3 separate regions of the Gossypium hirsutum genome follow, and all the other regions are linked to region 1. Evidence: chromatin contacts called from public Hi-C data. All regions are on one chromosome and are shown on one strand. The core of a region is the stretch at or near the end of the contact, and the rest is flanking DNA. Distances in the headings are between cores, read along the strand shown. Region 1 holds the start of LOC107950125 (probable F-box protein At2g36090). Region 2 holds the start of LOC107950119 (60S ribosomal protein L9). Region 3 holds the start of LOC107950120 (nuclear pore complex protein NUP98A).

Evidence for each region. A called contact is a pair of places that touch in the nucleus more often than the background predicts.
Region 2: a contact with region 1 is called in a Hi-C map of leaf, with 2.2 times the contacts expected there. The contact joins the promoter of LOC107950119 here to the promoter of LOC107950125 in region 1. A contact is called at or near these places in 2 of 34 Hi-C or Micro-C datasets (both in leaf).
Region 3: a Hi-C map of leaf shows a contact between it and region 1, with 2.4 times the contacts expected there. The contact joins the promoter of LOC107950120 here to the promoter of LOC107950125 in region 1. A contact is called at or near these places in 2 of 34 Hi-C or Micro-C datasets (both in leaf).

What each region holds. Positions count from the first base shown.
Region 1 is chrD03:35,954,370-35,958,337 of Gossypium_hirsutum_v2.1, reverse strand. It overlaps LOC107950125 (probable F-box protein At2g36090), which reads right to left and starts at 2,306. Exons shown (of 1, transcript XM_016884899.2): 1 at 814-2,306. The coding sequence starts at 2,058. The coding sequence ends at 991.
Region 2 is chrD03:36,260,587-36,264,554 of Gossypium_hirsutum_v2.1, reverse strand. LOC107950119 (60S ribosomal protein L9) reads right to left here and starts at 2,086. Exons shown (of 3, transcript XM_016884879.2): 1 at 1,597-2,086; 2 at 1,008-1,130; 3 at 670-908. The coding sequence starts at 1,971. The coding sequence ends at 822.
Region 3 is chrD03:36,241,521-36,245,488 of Gossypium_hirsutum_v2.1, reverse strand. LOC107950120 (nuclear pore complex protein NUP98A) reads right to left here and starts at 1,655. Exons shown (of 14, transcript XM_016884882.2): 1 at 1,479-1,655; 2 at 1,311-1,364; 3 at 913-975; 4 at 105-383. The coding sequence starts at 931.

The sequences.
Region 1 (3,968 bases), core at 1,057-3,556:
TAGAACAAAAAATCTCTTCTCGGTCATCATCACTGTCGATTCAATAGCCCTCTCCTCTAGTGTCAGACCACCACCAGCATGCACCCACTCTTGAACCGAAGTTTGGCTAAGACTGGTAGTGATGATGATGGTCTATTTCCTTCTTCATTCTTTTTATTTTGTGACTGACCACGACATTCTCTTTTTCAAGTAGGTTTTCCTTCGATTTACTAATCATAATGAAATCACAAAGTTAAACCAATGGGATTTAATCAGTACAACTCGGTTTCTAGTTTGGGTGTGAATTGAAAATGAATGGTTTCAAATTTTTAATAATTTTTTTACAAATATTAATTTCTTTTTGAAATTTTTTATAATATTTTATAATTTACACTTTTTAACAATTTTTCATATATACTTTTTATTTTTATAGATTTCTTAAACTTTTAATACATTTAATATTAATTCTTTTATATTTTTTGAAATTTATATAGTTTTTAGGATATTGAATTTTTTAATTTTTGAAAATAACTTCCATGTCTAACATATTTATTTTTTTAAAAACGCCACATCTAACATTTTTAGGTTACTATTAGTATAGTATAGATGTATAAATATAATATAGATATATTCTTAAAACTAAAAATAAAGCTCACTATTTAAAACCCATTGAGCCTGAAATTAAATTTATCAGCCCATTACGAAGAATGAGCCTCCCATTAAACCCAACTTAAAATGGATACCCTCTTCTCCAATAAGTATGCCGTACCCAATTCAATCCTATGTATGTGCCCAAATCCTTAGGCTGGATCAAACCCATCAACATCATTTAACTTGGGAAACTCTCAAATTTCCATTTTGATTTGTCAAAGGTTGTGGATTGCAACATCATAACAGTCTGTAATTGATGAAAGAAGTTAAAACACAGTTTAACATGAATAATTATTTGTCATAGAAACACAGTGCTTTGCAATGGTTACTTAAGTTGTCATTGGACCATAATAATTGACTTTAAATGGGTAAAATTCGGTACCCTAAAATTAAGAGGATTACTACTTCAAAAGATATACAAAGCCAATCAGCCAAGGTTTCTTCGAGCTTCTTTTTCCTTATAATCTCTTGCTTTCGTCCCTCAAATTGTATGTAACCCTTTTCAACAGCATGACGATTATTACTTCGTGAGCAATATAGAGCTTGGTTCAAGATGATTAAACTCTTGCCACCATTTACATATGCTCCACTAGTGTCCTCAATGTGCATACTTACCTCTTTCCATCTCAAATACCCTCGTTTTTCCTCTATGTTGCATCTTGCCACTATAAGACACTTGGCCAAGTTGTGAGGCAGTTGTAGGCTCTCTTGGACTGGGATAATGCACCCAAAATGTAGAATATAGTCACCATTAGAAGCCCATATTTTCTTCACCGACAATGGCTTCCAGCTTGATAGATTTCCAGCTTTTCCTCTCTTCTTGTCTAATAACACCCAACTTAATCGAATCCCTTCTTTTAGTTCATTGCAACGATCATCTGCTTTTCCCACAAGTGATACGAAGTCATGTCCATCGTCACCATCTTCAATATCTTCATCATTAATATCTGAAGGTACCACTTTGAATGGACAGTTCAATACCCAACTCATAAGACCAGTTGTTGTGTCATCATCTTGGCCGAAATCGGTTTCCATAGGTATGCCATCTAAGACACTGGAAGTAATACATTTTTCTCTATAATAAACATCTATAAACAAAGCAAAATTAGACGGAGAAATAAGGGTTGGTTGTATAGGAAAGTAATTGTTGGCATCTTTGTGATCATTCGAAATAAGAGGATAAGAATCAGCATAGAATCTGCGAAAACCATCCGTTGATGATGAAATAAGGTGTTGGGCTTCGTCGAGTGCAGTGGAAGGCCATGTGGAATTACACAATTGCTTCCATAACCTTTGGTTTCGAGCTATGCCTCGAAGGTCAGAACATGTGCAGGCAGCTGAGGCCAGGGTTGAACCATCTAGTCGAGCCATGATATCAGCTAGGATATCCCTGCTTAAGCACTTCAAATCACATTGCAAATGCTCCATTTTTTATTTTTATTTTTTGCCTACTATGGATACGCTCCCACTTGTTTATATAACAGTGATTTGACCCATCTATCCGTCCATAGAAATTGATGTATGACCATGAAACACACCATTGACCAACGTGATTCAAGTCAGTAGGCGCGTTTTACAGGGTTTAAATTTCTTCCATAAATCCGTGGGACAATCCACAATTAGGCCAAAGATAGTGAACCTCCAACTGCAGGGTTGGCTTGCCAACTTTGAAACTTTGCCAACTTCAAACAGCCAAATTCTTTAAATGGAAAACACCATTAGGTTCGTCCAAGCTATTAAGTTGTAACCTCTATACTAGACTGCCTAAGCCCGTAATTAAGTGATGGCTTTGTGAAGTTGAAAAGTCATTATCATATTAAATGAAAGATAATTGAGAGGTTCATCTTTGCTATTATTCATATTATTCCCTAATCACCCATCAATCAATTCAGTTCCAAAAAAAAAAAATCCATCTTAAATTTTTATTAGTATTGGATGCACCTTTAGTATATAAATTTATAATTAATAATTTTCTTTAACAGGTAATTAAATTTTTAACAAGTGTCATAACATTCACTAATTATATAAAAATTTATATGCTAGTTAACAAAAACAAATCAACTTTTAACTTAATTTGATTGATTCATTCTTAAGATATCATCAAATAATTAAATAGTCTTAATAATTTATATTATTAGGGTTGAGAGAATGGGATCAAAATGTTGGTTGCATAGAACTTCATGTATATGCTAGTTCATGGGGAATGGTTGTTACGGACGAAAAAGGAAAGCTGCCCAACATTTTGGCACTATTGTGAAAGAAATGGAAGCTCTTTATTGTGGACGAATTTCATTAAATAGAAGCAAAACTGCAATTAACCAGTTTAATTGATTCAAAGCTAAAGGCTTCTATATATTTAGGTACAATAGTTGCCCATAAACATTAAGGAAACCAAAATACGTGAAATCCAAGGCAAAAGTTCTTTGAATTTGCCGTCAAGAGGCAATGCATTAGTTTCAAGTAGGTTGGACATGGACCCTAATATTCTGTTAGACACAGTTCTCCTCCTTTATTAAAAATGGTCAAGAATTTGAAGGAATTCCCTACTATAATATGTTGGTGCAAAATTGTTTGTTGGTAATCTTGATTTGTTTATACTAAGATTGATTTTTATTCTAAGTTCAAGATTTATGGAATTTTTACTATCCTTTATTAAGAGGATATTAATGGACAAGATTGACAAATTGATATCAAGCAATATGATATGGTTTTAAAGCTATCTTATTCTCATTTCAAGGATATCTTATCACTATGATAGCGCTTGAAGTATTTTAATGGAAGCTTCATCCTCCATTGTGGAGGAAATAATAAAACACTACATAGTTCATCTTGGGAATCCATTTCACTGGTGTAAATATAAAGAAAACTATCCATCGATTGAGAGTGATTTTACCAACTTCAATAGGAGAGGTCGAGTGTTGAGACAATTTACATTAAGTGTAGGAGACAAAGGTTGCTGTTAGGATCGTCCCGAATAAGCAACGAACAAGTAAAAATAGTAGAAGAAATTGAGAAGATGAACACACAAATTTAACGTGGAAAAACCCCTCAAAAGAGGATAAAAAACCATGGGCAAAGATAATTTTACTATAATGGCAAAAGAATGAAGAGTACAAAAGATGGAGATAAAAACTAAACCCCGAAAACCCGAAAAACAAAGAACCCTCAAACTTAAACACAAAATTCTCTGAATGTGTTATGAGTTCTAATCTAATGGGTGTCTCTTAATTCTAAGATTGTAAAGGAGCCTATTTATAGGCTAAATTAGTAAGTCAAATAAACTATACTAATAAATGCTAAATATATTATACTAATAAATACTAAATCTTCTAGAAAGA
Region 2 (3,968 bases), core at 837-3,336, 310 kb before region 1:
TAGTTAAATGACAATAAATAAATAAATTTATTAATAGTTGAAAAATTATTTTGTAACTTTTAAAAATTAACTATAAAAAAGAAAAAGAAAACTATAATTGGTTAACCTCTACCATAGTTTACCCATTGAAAATATATAAAAATTATTTAATAGCTCTTTAAATGAATATTTAATACCAACTTTTCCGAATCAGTAGCCTGCCTCCCCCTCCTTGGGCTGCACGATTTCCCTCTCCCTTTTCTTTTTCCTTTTGTTTTTTCTTTTGTCATCCTTTTTCAGCCATGGGTTGGTGTGACTGCCGACGCACCGCTTCTCAACTGACCCTCCTCCAACTTTCTACAGGACACCAGTGTTACGAGTTTCAGCACTCCGCTTTGAACTGGTGACAGTGCTACCGACGTTCGTTTTTGACCCCTTATTTTATTTTGCATGCGAATGGAACTTCTTATTTGAAAACGTAAGGTTAAAATTGTCAAATTATCATATTTGAACTTTAAATATTATACGTAAGGCTTCTTAAAAAAATATTTGTTTATGGTAGCATTCTTTTTCAGAATATATCCTAAAATGCTTAAATATATCATATCTTATCTTATTTTCGATAATTTGGATGATAATCAAGTCTTTAAACCAAAGGTTTTCATGCCTTCTTAAATTGCAGCAAAAGGGTTGCCGAAAAATTGCATTCCAAGTCATTGATGAAAGGAGCTCAATGTCGCAAAACATAAAGATGAAACAAATATAAGATAACATCCTTATAATCTAAAGTCTGAAAACCAAAACAGCATTATAACACTATGAAACAAGAGATACCATACCAATCATTCTTCTTCAGCGATCCTGCCCTTCTCGCTAACATAGATACCATCAAGGAACTTTCTAATATCCTTGTTCTTCACATGGCATTTCTGTTCCAATCAAAACTCACATTCATCAACATAAATGCCAAATATCAATCATCTCCAGCTTCAATCTCAGTGTTTAAAAGGGATCGACAGAGGGCCTACCTGGTTTATCAAAGCTGCCGAGCGTGACACAAGTTCGATATCGTTACCATCCAACACGATCTCGTCTTTAACCTTCTCTGATCGAACAATGGATACCCCTTCCAACATATCCACCTTTCGCACCTGATGTTCACCGGTGCAAACGTTAACATAATGTCATTGGAATACAAGGAACTTATCAAACTCTTGAACATGTTTCATATTTGGTTACTTGAACCCTAAAACATGAACAATTTGGTTCAATATGTAAAAACAATGCCTACCCATTTCTCTACATCAGTCAATGCAACCAGAACTCCAGAAAATATAAGAATTTTACGTTTACATCAAGTCCTAGGGGTGTTGACATTAAACAAACAAAATATATGAATCAATGTATGCTCTTAATGTAGCATTTCAACAGCACCGTACGCTTGAATAGGCCAAAAAGAAAACGAAACAAAAAAAGCCCAAATATATGATAAAAACAATAATAAATGCCTTATTCAAACAAAAAAAAACAAATAAAGGGAATTAAATCAACAGTGACAATGTGATTTCGATTCAATAAGAGATTAAAAAGACGGAGAGAGAGAGAAAGAGAGAAGACCTTCTTCTCGCCAAGGAAATTACGGATCTCGATGGACTTGTTGCCGTTAGTGATGGAGGCGTTGATCGGAAAATGAGCATAAACAAACCTCATCTTGTAACGGTAACCCTTGGTGACGCCGGTGATGAGATTCTCAACGTGGCTGAGAGCAGTACGGATGGCGGCGCTAGTCTTTCTGGAGCCAAACCAAGCCTCGATCCTGAGCTTGCGCTTGCCGCTCTCCTCGTCCTTGATGAGGTGAAAATCGAGGTTGAGGTGCTTGAAGTTACGGATGAGCTTACCCCTGGGACCTTCAACCTCGATCATCTTGGCCTTCACCTTAATAGCAACCCCATCAGGGATGTCCATTGTCTCTGAAGAAAGAATGGTCTTCATTTTACTTGCCCTCTGCTTCCTTTCTCGGGGCGGCTTCGATGGAGGGACTAAGTAGAGTGTAAAAACCCTATAACTTAAAGACTGTAATGTTATATAATTTATCAGTATAAATGGTATCGTAGGATTCAGTTTTGGGCGGGCTTTAGGGTTAAGAGAAGAAAATAGAGGAGAAAAATAGATTGCTGTGAGAGTCCGGCCCAATTAAAAAGCTTATTTTTCGAGATAATAAGCAATAAATTGAATTAATGTAAACTTGTGTATTTATCAAAAGTTAATTAATTCACCTTACTTTATTGTTAGTTGCTTTTTTTTTAATCAACAAATTGTCTAAACCAAAATTTACTATTCTATTAATGTCAACAACAAATAATGACTCTTTAGGAATGTCTTCAAACACCTGCATATTTATACTCTTTTTTTGTAGCTAGTTGCTTATTTTTTAATCATATGTAATTTATTATTTCATTTTATTATATTTTTAATTGTGAATAATGACCAACCGATTGAGTCTTAACTTCATTATCATGAATATTGTTGTCAATAAAAGAAGACATGTGTTCGAGTGTACTAAAATGCATTATTCTCTTGTTTATAGATTGAGGAGGGACTATGAGTAATTTTAAGCATTATGTCAAGTAAATATAATCAGAACCTATTAAAAAAATATTAGAAATTGTGAGTAATGACCAAAATGTATAATAATTTAAGTGTGCAAGGGATAATTTGGCCCGTGCAATTCTCATGTAATTAGTAGCCTTAGAGTAGCTAAAGGCTATCTTTTCCAACCTTACCCAAGGTGTAGACGGGGGAAGGCGATAGCCCCGCCTCCACCCAAAAAATGGTAAAATTGTCTTGTAATGCCTTCAAAATTTTTAAAATTACAAATTAGTATAATGATAAATTTTCTCCTCACTTCCTCTCTCCTAAAAAAAATTATGATTTATCTTTGTCCCAAAGTAATTTTTTAGTTTTGCCCTTGATCTTACCGTTATTCACTTATTCTGAAAAAAAAAATACTCATTTTTTCAATTTTTTTATTACCTCTCCTAATTTAAGCATTAAACAACATTTCGAAGCATAAACTCCCCTTGTGGATTTCTTTTTGTCTTATAGGTTTCTTTGCACATCCAGCCTAAGATATATTATATGGCTAGCCTCTTTGTAAAGAAAATATTATTTGGCACATGCAAAGAGCCTAATAATGATTGAGTGTGTCTTAAAGTTCTATTTAAATTTATTGTGATTTGAAGCTGCAGGTGTGCAGTTGTTGTTAAGTTATAATACAATAGATATACTTGGATGAAAGTATTCTAATAATCGAATCCAAAAGAAAATAATTTACTTCAAATTTAGGTTTTGAATACTTATAATTATTAACCTAATATTGAATTCATGATTATGAACACGACCGACTTAAAGGAATTTTACTCTAATTACTAAAAAGCAAAATTGTTGAAACTACTGAACTAAAACAATCTCAATTAAAAACTTTCCTTCCAGGTGTAAAAATGTAGTGGTTGATTAGTTTAATTAGAAACTAATGATTAGGCTTAGTCAAATTGATCAGGAATTATCTATTGTTAACTTTAGATCCTCACGATCTCTCGACTCACCTCGGATTCGCATATTAGCCAATTGCTTATAGGGTCTCTCAACTCCTAGCAGTAAGCAACTTCGATTGATCTAGTATATTAAAGTCAGATTTCTCATTTGGAAGATTGACATGTTTGTCCGGTTGCATGGGTTCAACAACTTGGACAGGTTCAGTAGCTTTGGGCGATTGGGCAGCTTGAGTTGCTCGGCCACAAGGCGGTGGATGCTTCGCCTGTTAGGTTGGACGACTTCGTCAGGTTCAACACACGCTTGCATATTCCTCTTCCAACGACTTAATAATACCCATTTTTGCAGAAGTTAGATGATGCTCTCCCGAGTAATATAAATGTGGTTTATCGCGGGCCTTAAACCAATTGTAATAAGGTTAAATGGTGCAAAATTAC
Region 3 (3,968 bases), core at 406-2,905, 290 kb before region 1:
GACAATCATATTATCAATATATTAACAGAACGAATATGAAATGAACCGAATGAAGGATAACTTAATCATAATAATAGAAAAGAAAAAGACATACAGACTCTTACCACCAAAAGATGATGATGAACTGCCAAAAGTGGGAGTAGATGAACCAAAAGCTGGAGATGAAGAGGCACCAAAGGTGGTTGTTGAGGAGAAGGGAGAAGAAGATTGGGCCGCACCAAACACTCCAGTAGAAGTACCTCCAAATACCGAACCCCCTGTTTGGGAACCAAAAGGGTTTGGACTACCGAAGGAAGGTTTAGGTGCAAATGGATTGCTACTTGCACTGGTCTGCCCAAAAACAGATTGGGATGCAAATGGGCTACTTGATGATTGCCCAAAAGCTGTTTAAAGAGTTTCTGACAGTTAACTTAATTGTCCAAAAAGATTCATAAGTAATAACAAATTTATTCTAAAAACCGATGAAGTGTAAAGCAGGTTAAAGGTATATATATATACACATATATATATAGCAAATAACAGAGAATGAATATTGACCGGTAACAGTTACCAAGGAACAGAACACCAACAACATACTGGTAAACACTTTTGGTGTGATGAAGTGCAGTAGTATTTTATAAATAAATAAAAAAAAAAAGGCAACAATGAAGGAAGAAGAATAAGAAGATAACAATGATCTGTGCATATCACGGATGCAACATGTAAATGCTTCTTGCATAATTAAGCTAATCTTCAATCTGAAAACCAATCAAACTCCTGAATTTCACAATGGCTTTATAAAAGTTAAAAGCACGAGCTATTACTTTTAAAAAGGAACGGAAGAAATTATGCATTCATCGAAACAACAGCTCAACATGTAAAATCAGAATATGATTTCAACGGGAAAGAGTGAAAGGTAAGAGAAAGTCTCACGATTAGTTGTACCAAACATCTTCGTCTACGTAGTTATTTACTCCACAGGTCCTTGATCTCAAACTGAGAAAAGAAAACGAAGCAGAAAGCTGATTTAAACAAACATGGAAACTAGAACCAGTAATGAATAAATAAATTCAACTAAATCCATGCTGAAACTTGAATTAATATTGCGAAAAATAAATCAAATGCGGCAAACGTGATGCCCCGAACCAAACTCGGGATCCGTTTCTTCAATCAAAAGAATCAATCATTCAGTACCGATTAAAAAGGCGTTTCAACCGTTTCATTTAATTTTATCCCTCCAATTCATTTACTTAAAACTAAATACACAGGCACATATATATAAAAATAAATAGTCAAAGATGGAAAGAGGGAAAGAGGGAAAGAAGATATACCGGGGAAAAAAAAGGTGTTCAATAGCTATTATATGTACTTTCCAATTGTGAAACCTGTTATTAAAGATGACCAAAAAAAGAAAGAACCAGCATGTATTATGAAGCAGTTTATGCAGTGGAAGTGCGAGTGAGAAAAGATGATAAATTAGGGTTTGGGAGAGGGGGAACCTTTTAGGACGGATCTGAATCGGGAGGTTTGTTTATTGCGTGGGAAAATCAGAATAGAAAGGGTGTGAAAGAAGAAGGGAGAGAAGAAGACCCACGATGGCCAAAACAACCAAACCAAGCGGAAATCATACCGGGAGCAGGAGAGAAGCTTTGTAGGATCGGGTGATCCACGTAGCATTGTTAGTTTGTTTAACCGGAAAAAGACATTATTTAGTGTCTAAATTAGTAAAAATTGAAAATTTTAATTTTCATCCAACTAAAACTCTATTTTGACATATTTATATATTTTTATTTTAATTATATACATTTTATTATTTCTATCAATTATATATTTCTATTAACTGTGTATTTATATATTTTTAATTTTTATACACAAACTCGTGTGATACGATATCTAATATTAAATTTATAAATTTTTATAATATTAATTTTTGTTTAAAGTTTTTAAAGTATTATTTGATAAATTGAAAATTTAAGTATTGAAAATTTAAATACTAAATTTAAACTATAAATTTTTTTGAAATATTACTTAAAATTAATTATGGAATATAATTAAATTATTTAATAAATATATTTTTTAAATTATAAAAAATAAAATTTTACGTTTTAGCCTTAATTTTTAAACATTTCACTTTATTCTAAACAAAAATCAAATTTTAAAGTAAAATTGTTACATAATAATATAATATTAAAATAAATAAAATAAAATAGAATTAATTGAAAATATTCTCCATTAAGTTTTAAATAGTTCTTATTTACTTATTATTTATCACACTTTTTTATGTAAAAATTCTATCAGATTTTATTTTGAATTATCATACATCATAAAATATTAAATTTCAATTGATTTAATTTTTTTCAATAATCTATCAAATAAGGTCTAATTTAGAATTAGTTATATTAATGTTATTTAATTTTAAAATATTTAATATTAAATAATATAAAAATTCATCTTGAATATTAATATTAATATATTATAATTTAAATAATATTATTAATAATTTCTTACAAGTTATTCATTTTATGTATATGGATAAATTAATTTATTTTAATGTTAAAATTGTTAAAACTATAATTTTGTATTTATGTTTGCTCTACTTTAATTTGTAATTAACTCTTATTATATTTGAAAAATATAAATTTTATTTGATAAATTTTATTAATATGTATTTTTTAAAACTATATTTTAAGGTTAACAATTTAACATTCATTAAATTTAATATTATAAAACTTAAAATTAATTCAATTAAGTAAAATCTTAAAATAAAGTGATAATTTATTTAAAATCAACTTTATATTTAACATATAAAAAATTAGAAACAAAAAATTTAAATAAAATGCATGAATAACTTAAAAGATTAAAAGACAAAGGAATAAAAAAATAGTTTATCCAATTTGTAAATAAGTGTTTCAAATGGAGAATACTATGTGTTAAAAAAAATTGTAATGTGAAAATCACTATGTATTTTCTTTTTGTAACCTCATATTGCTATGTGTGTATATATATATGATTAGATAATTTTTTAATTTAAATTAAAAAAATCATATTAATCTCTCGATTTAGTATTTTTTATACATGACATTTTGAAATTATAATGTGTTATCATTTAGTTTTTTTTAAATTATAATTTTTAAATGATGTAACACAATATTAAAATATCACATCAAGACATTAGAATATTAATTGAGAAAATGATAAGTTGAAATATTAATATGGAGAAAAAAACTCAATTATCTATAGATAATGTATTTTTTTAGAGTATGTTTGAAAATGAATTTTATTTTAAAATTTGGATGGAGTTTTTAAATCTTTTAAAAATAATTTGGTTTTAATATTTATTTTTGATTTATAAGATAAATTGATTATAATTATGAAGAACGGATACAGATAGAGAAGAATGAATTTTAAATTCAAAAATGGTGCGAAGAGTGTGCCCAAAGCCAGAGGTTGGATTTAATAATAAAACCTGGTTCTCTAAATTCAGGCAATTTACCAATAAAAGTTTTTTTTTTCAAAAATTATTGAAATGGGCCCATTATTTAATTATTTACCGGAATGGTCCTTTTTCTGCGAAATCGCGTCCACATCAGCGCGATGTCAGGATACGCACCAGGAAATCGCGTCCACGTCAGCGTGAGTTGCTGACGTGGCAACAAATCGCGCGCTGACGTGGACGCGATTTCCTGGCGCGCACCCTGACATCACGCTGACGTGGACGCGATTTCGCCGTTTTTCCCATGTTAGGTTTTTTGGCTTTTAGGGTTTAGGGTTCAGGCTTTTAAAGGTTTTTAGGTCCTGGAAGAAATAATTTCGAGTTGACGTTTCTGATAAAATAGTATAAAATCGCTTCTAGCAGGATGCTATTTGAGAAGAATTTGTGAAATCGCGCCCTCGTGGACACGCTTTTGCTATAGTAGGTCACGGAAGAAATAATTATTTTTTTGACGTTTCTGAGCAAATAGTATAAAATCACTTCTAGCAGGATGCTA